Linked DNA regions of Pan troglodytes: region 1 is linked to region 2. A link is a contact called in public Hi-C data. All regions are on one chromosome and are shown on one strand. Each heading gives the region's core, a stretch centred on a gene start, on an enhancer-like site or on the middle of the called end of the contact. The rest is flanking DNA. Distances are from core to core; before and after follow the strand shown. Region 1 overlaps ANKFN1 (ankyrin repeat and fibronectin type III domain containing 1). Region 2 has its middle 23 kb from the start of ANKFN1.

Region 1 (5,524 bases), core at 1,042-3,541, 190 kb after region 2:
AAATGGAAGAAGCAGACAAGAAAGTAGAAATATGAGCATGCATAGCATCCAACACCAAAGCTGCCCTTTTCCTTAAACTGGGAAAAAGTATAAAATGCATTCCTCTGAGTTCTCTTTAATTCTTTTCAATTAAACCTATATGTATTGAAAATTATCTACCATGCGCAGGGCCCCAATCCAAGAGCTGAGAGGGAAATTCAAAAATCAATGAGGCCCGGGTCCTGCCCTCATGGAGATTTCAATCCAGTAAGGGAATTACATAGAGCCCCGAGTAACTCTAATGAAGTTAGGCTGTGCTGAGAGTTTTAACATCGTTATAAATACTACAAGGAGAGAGGAGAAAGACATTCATTCCATTGGGAACATGAGAGAGAGGTAAATAGTCTGTCTTCAGGGCCACCTTCCTTATTCCACCAGCCAATCTGTATTCTTTTAAGAAAATCTGGTCTGCTGAGAATCTTATTGGAGTCAACGTCTTAGTTCTGAGTTAGGACTACTCATCCTATCTGATTTCCAAGTGCTTGTTTGTCGTCATTGATAATGATCTGTTCCCAAGTATCTCAAATGAAAATGGAGAAGATAGCATAAAGATAGGTCAAAGAATCTTTCAGCTTATTCTTTTATCTTTTTATCTACCTGTTTTCTTGACTTTATAAAGCTAAATTCTCCTAAGTGGACTCCTGTTGGCAAGTAGAAAATAGAGACTGAATCTGTGACTTTTAACTGCAGATATTTCAATATTAAGATTTTCTTTACAAAAAAATGAGGAGGAAGAAAAAACATAGACAAAGGAGGAAGAGGAGGAGGAAGGGTCTGCCTAAAATTGAGTAGTCATTTATCCTTCAGTATTTTGACTAATCAACGCAACCATTTTGACTTGTCTATTGAATAGTCACCTCATGGATTCCAGCTTCCGTGCCTACTGGTGAAGATTCATATGATTTGATGGGTAGCTGTACACATACATAGGGTTTTGAAAAAGCTGAAACCCTGAAGTCTGATAAATGTTCTATTTTTTAATCTAGACAAACATTGGTTTATGAGTTATCAAATCCTAGAGTATTAACTATTTCATTTTCAAATTGTTTGAGAATTCTGCACAACATCCTTAAAGTAAACCAGGGCACAAAAATCATCTTTGGCTTTGAATCACCAATAAAAGACTTCCCCAGAGGAACGGCCAAAATGAGTGTTGTAAATGGAGAGGGATCCCAACATCTCTGCCATGGATAACAGTCCTCTACCACAACCGCACCACAGTCCAGATATCCCTATACAAAGGCGTGATTGAGGTCCAATTAGCCACCAACCTATTACACACTTTATTCATTATGACCAAATCTAGTGCATCAAAGAATACAGATGGCCTAGGGATTGGTCATAAGAAGCAACCTATGCTGGCTCCTTTTAAAGAGAGTTAGGTGAATACTGCCACCTATTGATAGGTGAAATTTATGCTACAAATTCCTACTGATGTGCTAATGCTTATCAGAGCAGATCTCATTTCTCAGTTGGCCAAAGCATTTTATCAGCCCGAACTTCATAATTATTTACATGTTTTTGATGAAAAATAATTATGTTACATTAATGTAAAACAACTAACGAAATGTATTATATTTCTTATTATATTATTATACATATTATGTATTATTTCTTATTTCTTGGCAAAGGAATGAAGTGGAAATACCACAAACTTTGCAGAGACCTGGGTCTGAGTCTCAGCTCAGTCCCTAAATGCACATAAACAAGCTGATTAATCTCTCTGAACCTGAGTTTCCTCATCGATAAAAAGTGGATAATCCTACTTTGTAGAGTGTGAGAATTCAGTGATACCATTGCATGGCACATAGAAGGTATTTGATAAATGGCAGCATTTATTATTATTTTTCCACTGAGCTATTAAAAGTAACTATTTTGATGCAATGATTGGTAATATGACAAACCACATCATGTATCAGACTCTGGTGAACTCTTCCACATGGTTCAATTATCCTTTGGCAATGCTACTTGTCTAGTATAGTATCTTTGACATCCAAAATTAAGACAGTGTGAACATAAATATTATAACCTGAAGTGTGCCAATTGAGAAAATAAGGATGAATGGGCTTCATTACCAAATGTCTCCTGACTGCCCTAGAGGATATATGGGGCCGAGCAGATAAAGAATTATGATAAAATGTTGGAACTGCATATAAATGGGGCTTTGTGACCTGCTGGATAAGGTTGAGACTTAGAGCCAGACCCAGGAGGCTCACATTCCTTCCTCGGCATGGTGTGGGGGATCCTGGGCTCATACAGACAATAGGGGATTCATAGCTTGAGAATTCTAATGATGACTGAAAGGAGGGTGGCAGCCAGGACAAGAAGGCTTTTCAGAAGCATGGACTCTGATTATCACGTCGGTGCTACAGCCCGGTGAGAGGCTGCTGAGAGGACGGATGAAGCTGTTCTTGGAAAGCTTTCAGTGAAGTGTTTGTAACCTCCTTTAAGAGAATCCCGTTTCTCAAAAATGTGGCACTGGAAAATCCCACATGATTAGTTCAGATAAACACTCTGTCATCGGATTGCACTACGAGGAATATGGGCCATCTCTTTTCGAAGAGTCTTTTTGGATGCAATGTGTCTCGTCTCCAAGACTTAGAGAAAAATTCTAAAAGAGGCTTTCTCAGGATATTTTGAGACCGTTACTTTTAGTCTGAAAGGTCAATTGGTGCTTAAAACAAAATAATCAAGAACTAGCATGCCCATGAGCAGTCTGCATCTTTTCTTCAGGAAAAAAAAAAAAAAAAAAAAAAAAAAAACTCTGCTTTGGATTGAATAGCCAATGCACTCCCCCACCCCTTTTCTTTTTTCTTTGGGGATTAGAAATTGAGAGGGAGGAGGAAGAAGAGTTTCACATTCATTACTAACAACTGCGCACATAATAAGCATATTCAGATACACCCTGGGGTGTTAGTTTTCTTTTCCTATTTTTTGTCTCCTTTTTAGCAGCTTTCGGTAAGTAGCACATTTTATTTTTAAAAAAAGAATCGGAGCCGTTATTGAGCAGCCGCGCCCTAAGGAAGGTCAAGAGATTAGGGAACGGAAGTAGGCTGGCCAGGCTCTTTGCTGACCACAGTAAGGGAATGCCACTTTCTTATAATTTAATTTTGAGATCCTGATGAAAAGGCACTCCCTAAGGAAAAAAAAAAAAATCTTCGCTGAAAAAAAAGTGAAAAATTGTTAGAAAATAGCCATCAAAAAGTGATCAATTTAAATTTATGTCTAACAAACAAACCACATGGAACTAACCACAGGGCAGACATGCATTTGCAGCGATATATGGACATTCTCAAAATATGGTCAGGATTTTGCAGGGGAAAGTGGACATTACTGGCTTCTGATGTTGGTGGGCTTTGGCCTAATTTTGCAAGTATTCTGAAATTCTATACATCATATGTCACAAATCAGAGGAGAGTATACTAAAAGAGACCTTTGAATTTAACTGGTCCAACGCTGTCATTTCACAGGTGAGAATAATGAAGCCTAATGATAAAAAGTAACTTGCCCAAGATCACACAGCTGGTGAGGGGCAGCTCAAGGACTGAAGTTCAAACTCCCCTTTCCCAGACCCAGGTTCTTTCCAATGAGCTAAACAACTGTAGTGGGAAACCGCAGACTCTCACATTTCATGGAAACTCTGTACCCATGCCCCCTGGAAATGGCCCTCAATGTTGCTAGAGGCAGCTCATCTGTCACAGCCTGGGCTAAAATCTTTACCTGGTGCTAAATGGGTTCTTCAAAGCATTCTATGAATGTCTAGGCACATTGACATGACTCCAAGGACTCAGCTTCTGTTCTTTTCTCTGTCTTAAAAAAAAGAGCACAGACCACAACCTGCATGCCATAATTATCTCTAGGTGTATGTACTGGAATAAATTAATGTCATCATCATCCGCCATCATGTAGGCTAAAACTTTAAGTCACCTTCAACGTGTCTCTCTCTCTCATCCTCCCCATCCCCCACCTATACTATTGACAATCCTGTAAGTTCTATCTCCAAATATAAGACTTTCATCTCCTAATTTACATCTTCACAGGCCTTCACACCATCAGTGTCTTCCTGCTTCTGGGTTCTCATCACTATCCACAATGGCCAGGCCAGGTGGATCCTAATCAACTGTTCTGGCATTCTCCTGCTCAGCTCACTGTCACCTATGGCATAACATCCAAACTCTTTAACATGGTGTTCGAGCTCTCCCCAGTTTAGCTCCTGCTTACTTTTTGAGACCAATTCCATCAGCTCTTCCCTGCATTATTCACTCCAGTACACTGGACTACTTGTCATTCCCTAACAGCCCCAGAACTCTATGCCTTGACACTATGCCTTGACGCCAAACCTGTTTCTTCTTTTCAACCTGTAGAGAGATCTTCATTCCTCCAGTTCCAGTTCAAACGCCACCTTCTCTGTGAACATTTCTATGTGTTACAGAAAGAAGTAATAATTCTATGTTCCCTTAGCACATTGCTCATACTTTTTTATGGCATTTACTTAATTCTGCCTTGTATTGTAATTGGTTGCATATCTCATGCTAAGTATATCTCTTTTATCTTTGAAAAGATGCCCTGTTCATCTTTGAATGGGAGCAATGCGCCCTCCCAACCACATTGCTTCATTTAATATCTGCATATAATAAATGATTTTCTTTCTTAATTTTACTGAGCACTTACTAGGGCTGGAGGTGTAGTGGCTGAAGGAGAAAGATGCAAAATAAAACACAATCCTTGTATTTAAAGGAGCTTTTAATTGAATCAGTGAGACACATTCGCAAATATCCTAAGCAAGTTAAATAACTGTGGGGGTGGAATTGGGTGGAGGGGAAGTTCTGAGTGTGGAACAAACATTCTCAGTGTTCCAAATGAGAACATTAGTATTATGACATGGAGGGTGGAGTAATGGGGGAGGAGTAGAAGGAAAGAAAGGGCAAAGCTGCCTTTAGATCCCATCTCATGCTGTAGTCATTATTAGAGTCTTCTCTAGGTCTGGCTAATCTCACTTATACTTCCCTCAGAACCAGAGAAATCTTCCTAAAACAAGACTGTGATCATTTAACTCCCTGTTCAAGTGTTTGATGTTCAATGAATCAAGCATCAAATAATTGCAGGCTTATGCTAAGAGTTATAGAGTACCAGTCTGCAGAGACGAGAAGAACTCCAGGAAACAGCCAGAGAACAAAAAGGAAGAACATCCTGTAAAAGTGCTAGGAAGTGGGAGACAAAGTAAGAGTGTGATCAATATGGGCTGAGATTAATCCAGAAGGATTAATTGGAGGAGGCAAGCCTTCTGTGGATGGTCACTTGGCAAGAAAGATTAGACATACCAAGAGAACTTTAAGGTTCCTTTCAATTCTGAGACCCCATTTCCCATTATTACTTGAGGTGATTTATGTATTCATTCAATAAATGCATGCTAAGCACTTCAACAAAACATCAAATATTTATTGAATGCCTTCTATGTGCCAGGAACTCTGCTAAACCCTGGACA
Region 2 (5,506 bases), core at 1,133-3,632:
CTAGGTAGTGAAGGTAATTCCTATGCCATCAGCCTCCAAAGATGTTTGTTGGTATCTGGAAGATCCTTGCTTGTTTTCCTTTCAATGAGTCTCTCCAGGCTTCTGCACCTGCTATGTAATAGCAAAACTATTGTTATGAAACACACCAAAACCAAGTCCTCAAACTTCACAGAAGAATTCACTTTATTTCAGCACCAGTCCTCTCCCCTTTTCCTTCCCAGGATCTTCACTCAACTTGAAGATTTCTGCTTTCATAGGAGTTTATAGTCTGCGCTGTAACCACCCAATACATCGACAGGTTAAAAAAAGAGAGCTCTTGCTCAGAAAGAGCTAGAAAGACTGTGGAGCCTAGGGGGTTTGTTTTTACCTCCCTCCTGGAAGCCAATAGCCATTTTTTTTTCCTGGGAGGTGCTCAGTGATTAAGAGTAAAAATGCTTTGACTTGACATGCAATGGAAAGACGGGATTCTTTGCTAAGATTACAAAATGTGTTTGCTTTGTGATTTTCTTTGCAATCCTGAAGTGGGTGAAAGACTTGCAACTGAAGGATGTTTTGATTATCAGGAGTGTTGCCCCTTAGCCAAACTAAGAAAGCCTTCAATCTCACTTGGGATTGAATGTTCTTTCGTTGAGTATAGGAGTATAGGGTGTTCTGTTCTGTAACAATGTCCTGGTTTTTAGCCCTGCAAGGCCTTCAAGATCTTCAGAAACAACATCTCTTTCCATCTCTGCATCACTAGTGAGACTTTTTATAAAACTAGATGCTCTTTCTAATGAGAACTGGCTATGTGTATCTAATGTTTGCACTGGGGCAGTATTTCCCAAGGCAGTAGTAAAGGCTCTGAGAAGTCCTACAGTAAAGAAACCTATGTCACTTTACTTAATCCAGGGATTCTCATATATATCTGACCACAGAACCCTTTTAGCTAACATCTATTAATATCCCATGGAAACAGTTCGGGTATAAACATATAAACTCTTGGAACTGCTTAGAAGGGATAACCTCAACTTATTGATGGATTTGGATAGACTATTTAAAGCAGAACTATTGGTCACATATTTGGGATAAACACTGAAGCTGCCTGCGTGGTCTGTCTGCATTATTTTTAGATCTGTGTAAGTATGTGTGCGTGTGTTTATATATACTACATATAAATATACATTTTAACTGTGAGGTTAGAAGATGAGGAGAAAAAAGGAGAAGATACTGCTTTTTATAAAGAAGCAATCGGTGTCTTGCAGGACAAGGGAAAAATCTATTAATTTTAAGGCATCATTGGTACCTTCTATTACTGGCAGGCTCTGGTCACAAAATTAGCATCATGTGGCTTCCTATAATGATAAAAACACCTGGACTCCTGTTCTGCATGAATGCCCTGACAATTGGAGATGACGCTTCTTCTCATCAACCTCCCAGGATTCTTTTTATTCAGCCCAGTCCACTCTTCAGCCCGAGTGCAGCACCCAAAACACTTCTTTCAAAGTCAATGATACCTATATGATATACTCACTGGTACTCTTTGGAGGATGCATTAAGTAATTCAGAAAATGGTGTTGTCTTATTCAATGTTGTGATCTAGTTTTTATTTCTAGAGCATGTTTGAAACCATCTAAAGAAAGTTCTTAGCAACCCACTCCATAAAAAAAAAAAAAGTACAATGATATATATTTATTTAATTGTTGAAAAGTCATGGGAATTCTTTTTAAATATTTTAAATGAAACATAAGTTTACTTTCTGAAACAGAACTTTACCCATGTATTTTTTTTAATTGTCACATATAGGGTGATTTTAAAGTAAATAATAACACAAGGTTCATATTATTTTAAATGTATATTGTATTTGTCTTCTCAACGCTGTGGTTTTTAGGTCTGTGAATAGCATCATAGTATGGAGCCAGCCTATTAAGCAGCCTGTTTGGGTAAGGAAACCCTTAGACCAGCACAATGTTGTATTGCTCACTGTGTCCTTCCAATATGGTTAGAATTCCACAACCTAAATGATCATTTGTTGAACAAATTCATGCTTTTATTAGTCAAAATACAGAGAAAACAGAGCCTCCCTGTTTCAAGATATTTGCTAATGCATGGTTAATTATCACATATAGCTTACTATAATTCATTTTACAGGGGAGACCTCCTGCAGGTAACATACTAGCAGTTTATGAACCAAAATAACCTCGCTATAGATTAGAGCCGTCCCAGGGCCGCTCAGACAGTTGGTGCTTCTAGACCTTCTCACTTCACATTGCTAATTCGAACAAGGCTTTATTTTTATATTTGTCAGCAGCAAGACTGTAGGATGGTTGTTAAACCTCTCCCAGGCCTAATTAGAGCAGCAATGCTCGCATTCATAATGAAGCTCGTGTCTTGCTCAGGAGGCAGTGATCTGGGCTGTTACAGTAGCTTCCTGGCAGGCCCTCGCTGGCAGTTTTAAGGTAGCTAGTGGCTGCGATATTAAGTGACTGTTGAAATTCATTGACTCCACCACGGCTAATGTGTCTAGATGACAACAAGTTTACACGGTTCTTTTATAGTTACAGCAAATGGGTCCATTTAAATATTTATTAGGTGATTATGGTGATGTGAAATGGAAAAAAAAAATGCAAAGTGCAATATCTCAAGTATGGCTGTTTTTAACTGTTTATGTGGGGTCCGGATCATGGTATCACTCAAAATCGCTGCATCTTTCCCTTATAAATATTTATACTAGATCAGCAGTGATGAATGCTAATTTATTTGCATTTTGTTTCTTTATTGACTTCTCCCTGGGCAGAGGTTAGCTGTGAAAAGTCATGCAGGTTTACTGGATTGAAGGATATTTCAATCTGCCAACCAAGGGGCATTTTGATTAGATGGGGGGAGGACAGTTCACTTTGCTGAAACTGAAGAGCCCTTTTTGCTCTTGGAGATGCAGCCTGAGAGTGTATTCAGGCAGCTGGTGTTTTGCCCTCTGTCAGAGTTGATGTGCACACTGGCAAGCAGTTTTGCCTCCAAAAGACTGCTTTTCTGTATAGCAACTTGTCAAACCTCCTTGGACTGAACTGGGTGAGGCTGGCTGATCTGGGTGTTTGTCAGGCTTCTAACTCGAGTTTTTTTTTTTTCTTGTTCTGTGAGTCACTTAAAAGATTACATTTTCACAAAAGCAAAAAGGCATATGTCTTAAATTGAATGGGGCATCTGAGACAAAGAGAGGAGCAGTTGAAAGAAACCCAGCTTTGTGCCGTAAAGACTAAACCAGTATGATACCAAAGAGCTCAAAAAGTCTGTAGGGGAAACTGTCAGAAAATTCCAGGCAGATAAAGGGCAAATGGAAGTTGTCACTTTGCAATTGAATATTTTGACTCTCTAGGTAGCTAGAACATAAGATAGTGATTCCCAATACACCATCCATAATGCTGTTTATTATTTTCTTTCTTATGTCTTGAAACAAACTGTATCTGTATAGCCTCAATATGTGTAAATGGAGAATATTCAGGAGGTTTTTAGAAGCAGCTTTTGAAATAACCCATTACTACATATAGGATGCCCTGGAGATCTGAGGACTGTCTAAATGAAAGTTTGCGTGAAGCACTTAAGGCCACTGAATCAGAAATCTCTGAAGCCACCATAATTGTTTCAGTTGGCAAAAATAAAAAATAAAAAATCTCTGACTCTAATTTGTATCTCTTTTTACAAAATGCACTCATTTAGAGTTTGGTCTGTTCTAGTGGAGCCCAGTCTTGAACCTGTTCCAAGGACATTAATCACCCAAGAATCCAGAACTATCTCATGATGTGATCAATAGTATGTCCTTCTGGACATGGATGTAGCAAGAATTCACCGCAGTGTGGTTCTACAAAGTCAGGCTATTTAAAGAGATTTAAAATTATGTGGGAATCTCACTATTAAGAAAATACTATGGTCAGGGGTGGTGGCTCATTCCTGTAACCCCAGCATTTTGGAAGGCCGAGACAGGATTTCTTGAGCCCAGGAGTTTGAGACCAGCCTGGACAACATAGCAAAACCCTGTCTCTAAGAACAATTTCTTTTAAAGATGAGAACATTATAGTGAATCTTTGATCATATGAAGACTCCTCTGAGGAATAGAATTATTCTGAAATCTACAAATGTGTACTCTAACTTAAGAATCAAATCATATGGACCCTCAAATTAAAACTTGTAATCATGAATTCCTTTCAATGTAAGAATTCATGGCTTCATTTACTGTTCACAGTTGTAGCTATTTGCAAGTGACTCATGATAAGTAGTTCGTGATTTCTTTTTAATTTGAATCTTCTGAGCTACAAAGATGATGTGCAGAGGCTGATCACTTAGTGCAAACAAAAACCCACATCTTAGTCCAGCCTCGTTGTTCTCAATTAATATAAAAGTATCTTTTAATCCTCTCAGCTCAGTGAGGATGCATTTACTCTCCCCATTTGATAAATGAAGAAACATGACATTAAAGCAACTTTGGTGCTTTTTGGAGATCTCAGGTCTGTTTGAGATGTGTGACCTGGCATGGGGCAGTGCTCCTCTGCATAGCCATATGTGGCCACCTGCTCTCAGGGCACCTCTTGCAACTGTGAAGGCCCCACTGTAATAAGTTATCTAGTATATTTCATAAGAGATTCAACCTACCAATATTTTCTTTATTCACAATTCTTCAATTTTATAAAGCAAAGACTGTCTCTAATGGGTTTTCCTAAAATTGGAATATATCAATAAATCGCAAACAGAGTAGGTCATTGGGAAAAGTCATGCCTTAGTCTGTCCAGGCTGCCATAACAAAATACACTCAAATGGGTTGCTTATAAGTAACATAAATTTATTTTCCACAGTTCTGGAGACTAAGAAGTCCAAGATTAAGATGCCTGTAGATTCAGTATCTGATGAGGGCGCTCTTCTGGGTTGCAGACTGCCGACTTCTGGCCATGTCCTCACACGGTGGAAGGGTAGCCCTCTAGCTAGTTCTCTGGGGTCTTTTTCATAAGGGCACTAATCCTATGCATGAGTGGGAAGCTCCCCGACCTAATCATCTCCCAAAGACTCCACCTCCTAATACCATCACCTTGGTAATTAGGTTTTAAGACATGAATTTTGGGGGGAAACAAACATTCAGACCATAGCAAGTCATGAGGATTCTAGTTCAGAATTGTTTACTTGAAAATCAGTATGTTGGTGCAAGTGCCAAACACAAAACAGGGAAGTACATTCTGTTTACACGTGAGAGATTATTAAAAAAAATAACCATTCAGGCTTACCTTTCTAGATACCAACCCAGGAAAGTCAGCTCTCTGTTACATTTGCTGGGGGAAGTCAGTAAAGATGCTATCGACTCATTTCTGTCACTGTCATTAAGTGTATGTATCCTTGAGTTGGCTGGTTAATTTATTTCTGGTGATAAAACAAGAAATAGCCTTTCCTCAAGTGAACAGGTTCATCGATTTTTACATGGTGCAAGATAATTGCTGAGGGTCCTAGCTTGCATGTGCACTATGACCCCCAAAGTAAACTAACCCCACAT

The links. A called contact is a pair of places that touch in the nucleus more often than the background predicts.
Region 1: a Hi-C map of induced pluripotent stem cells shows a contact between it and region 2, with 4 times the contacts expected there. The contact joins two enhancer-like sites. A contact is called at or near these places in 4 of 7 Hi-C or Micro-C datasets (blood, induced pluripotent stem cells and stem cell-derived neural progenitor cells).

What each region holds. Positions count from the first base shown.
Region 1 is chr19:69,437,455-69,442,978 of NHGRI_mPanTro3-v2.0_pri, forward strand. The region is part of intron 3 of ANKFN1 (ankyrin repeat and fibronectin type III domain containing 1); the gene reads left to right. Among named protein-coding and RNA genes, the nearest start is that of ANKFN1, 160 kb to the left of the region's middle. Within about 2 kb of position 2,292, at least 3 of the 24 cell types and tissues checked have an H3K27ac peak or open chromatin away from gene starts, as enhancers often do. A contact at or near this core is called in induced pluripotent stem cells, where this site is marked.
Region 2 is chr19:69,250,724-69,256,229 of NHGRI_mPanTro3-v2.0_pri, forward strand. No RefSeq gene overlaps it. Among named protein-coding and RNA genes, the nearest start is that of ANKFN1, 23 kb to the right of the region's middle. Within about 2 kb of position 2,383, at least 3 of the 24 cell types and tissues checked have an H3K27ac peak or open chromatin away from gene starts, as enhancers often do. A contact at or near this core is called in induced pluripotent stem cells, where this site is marked.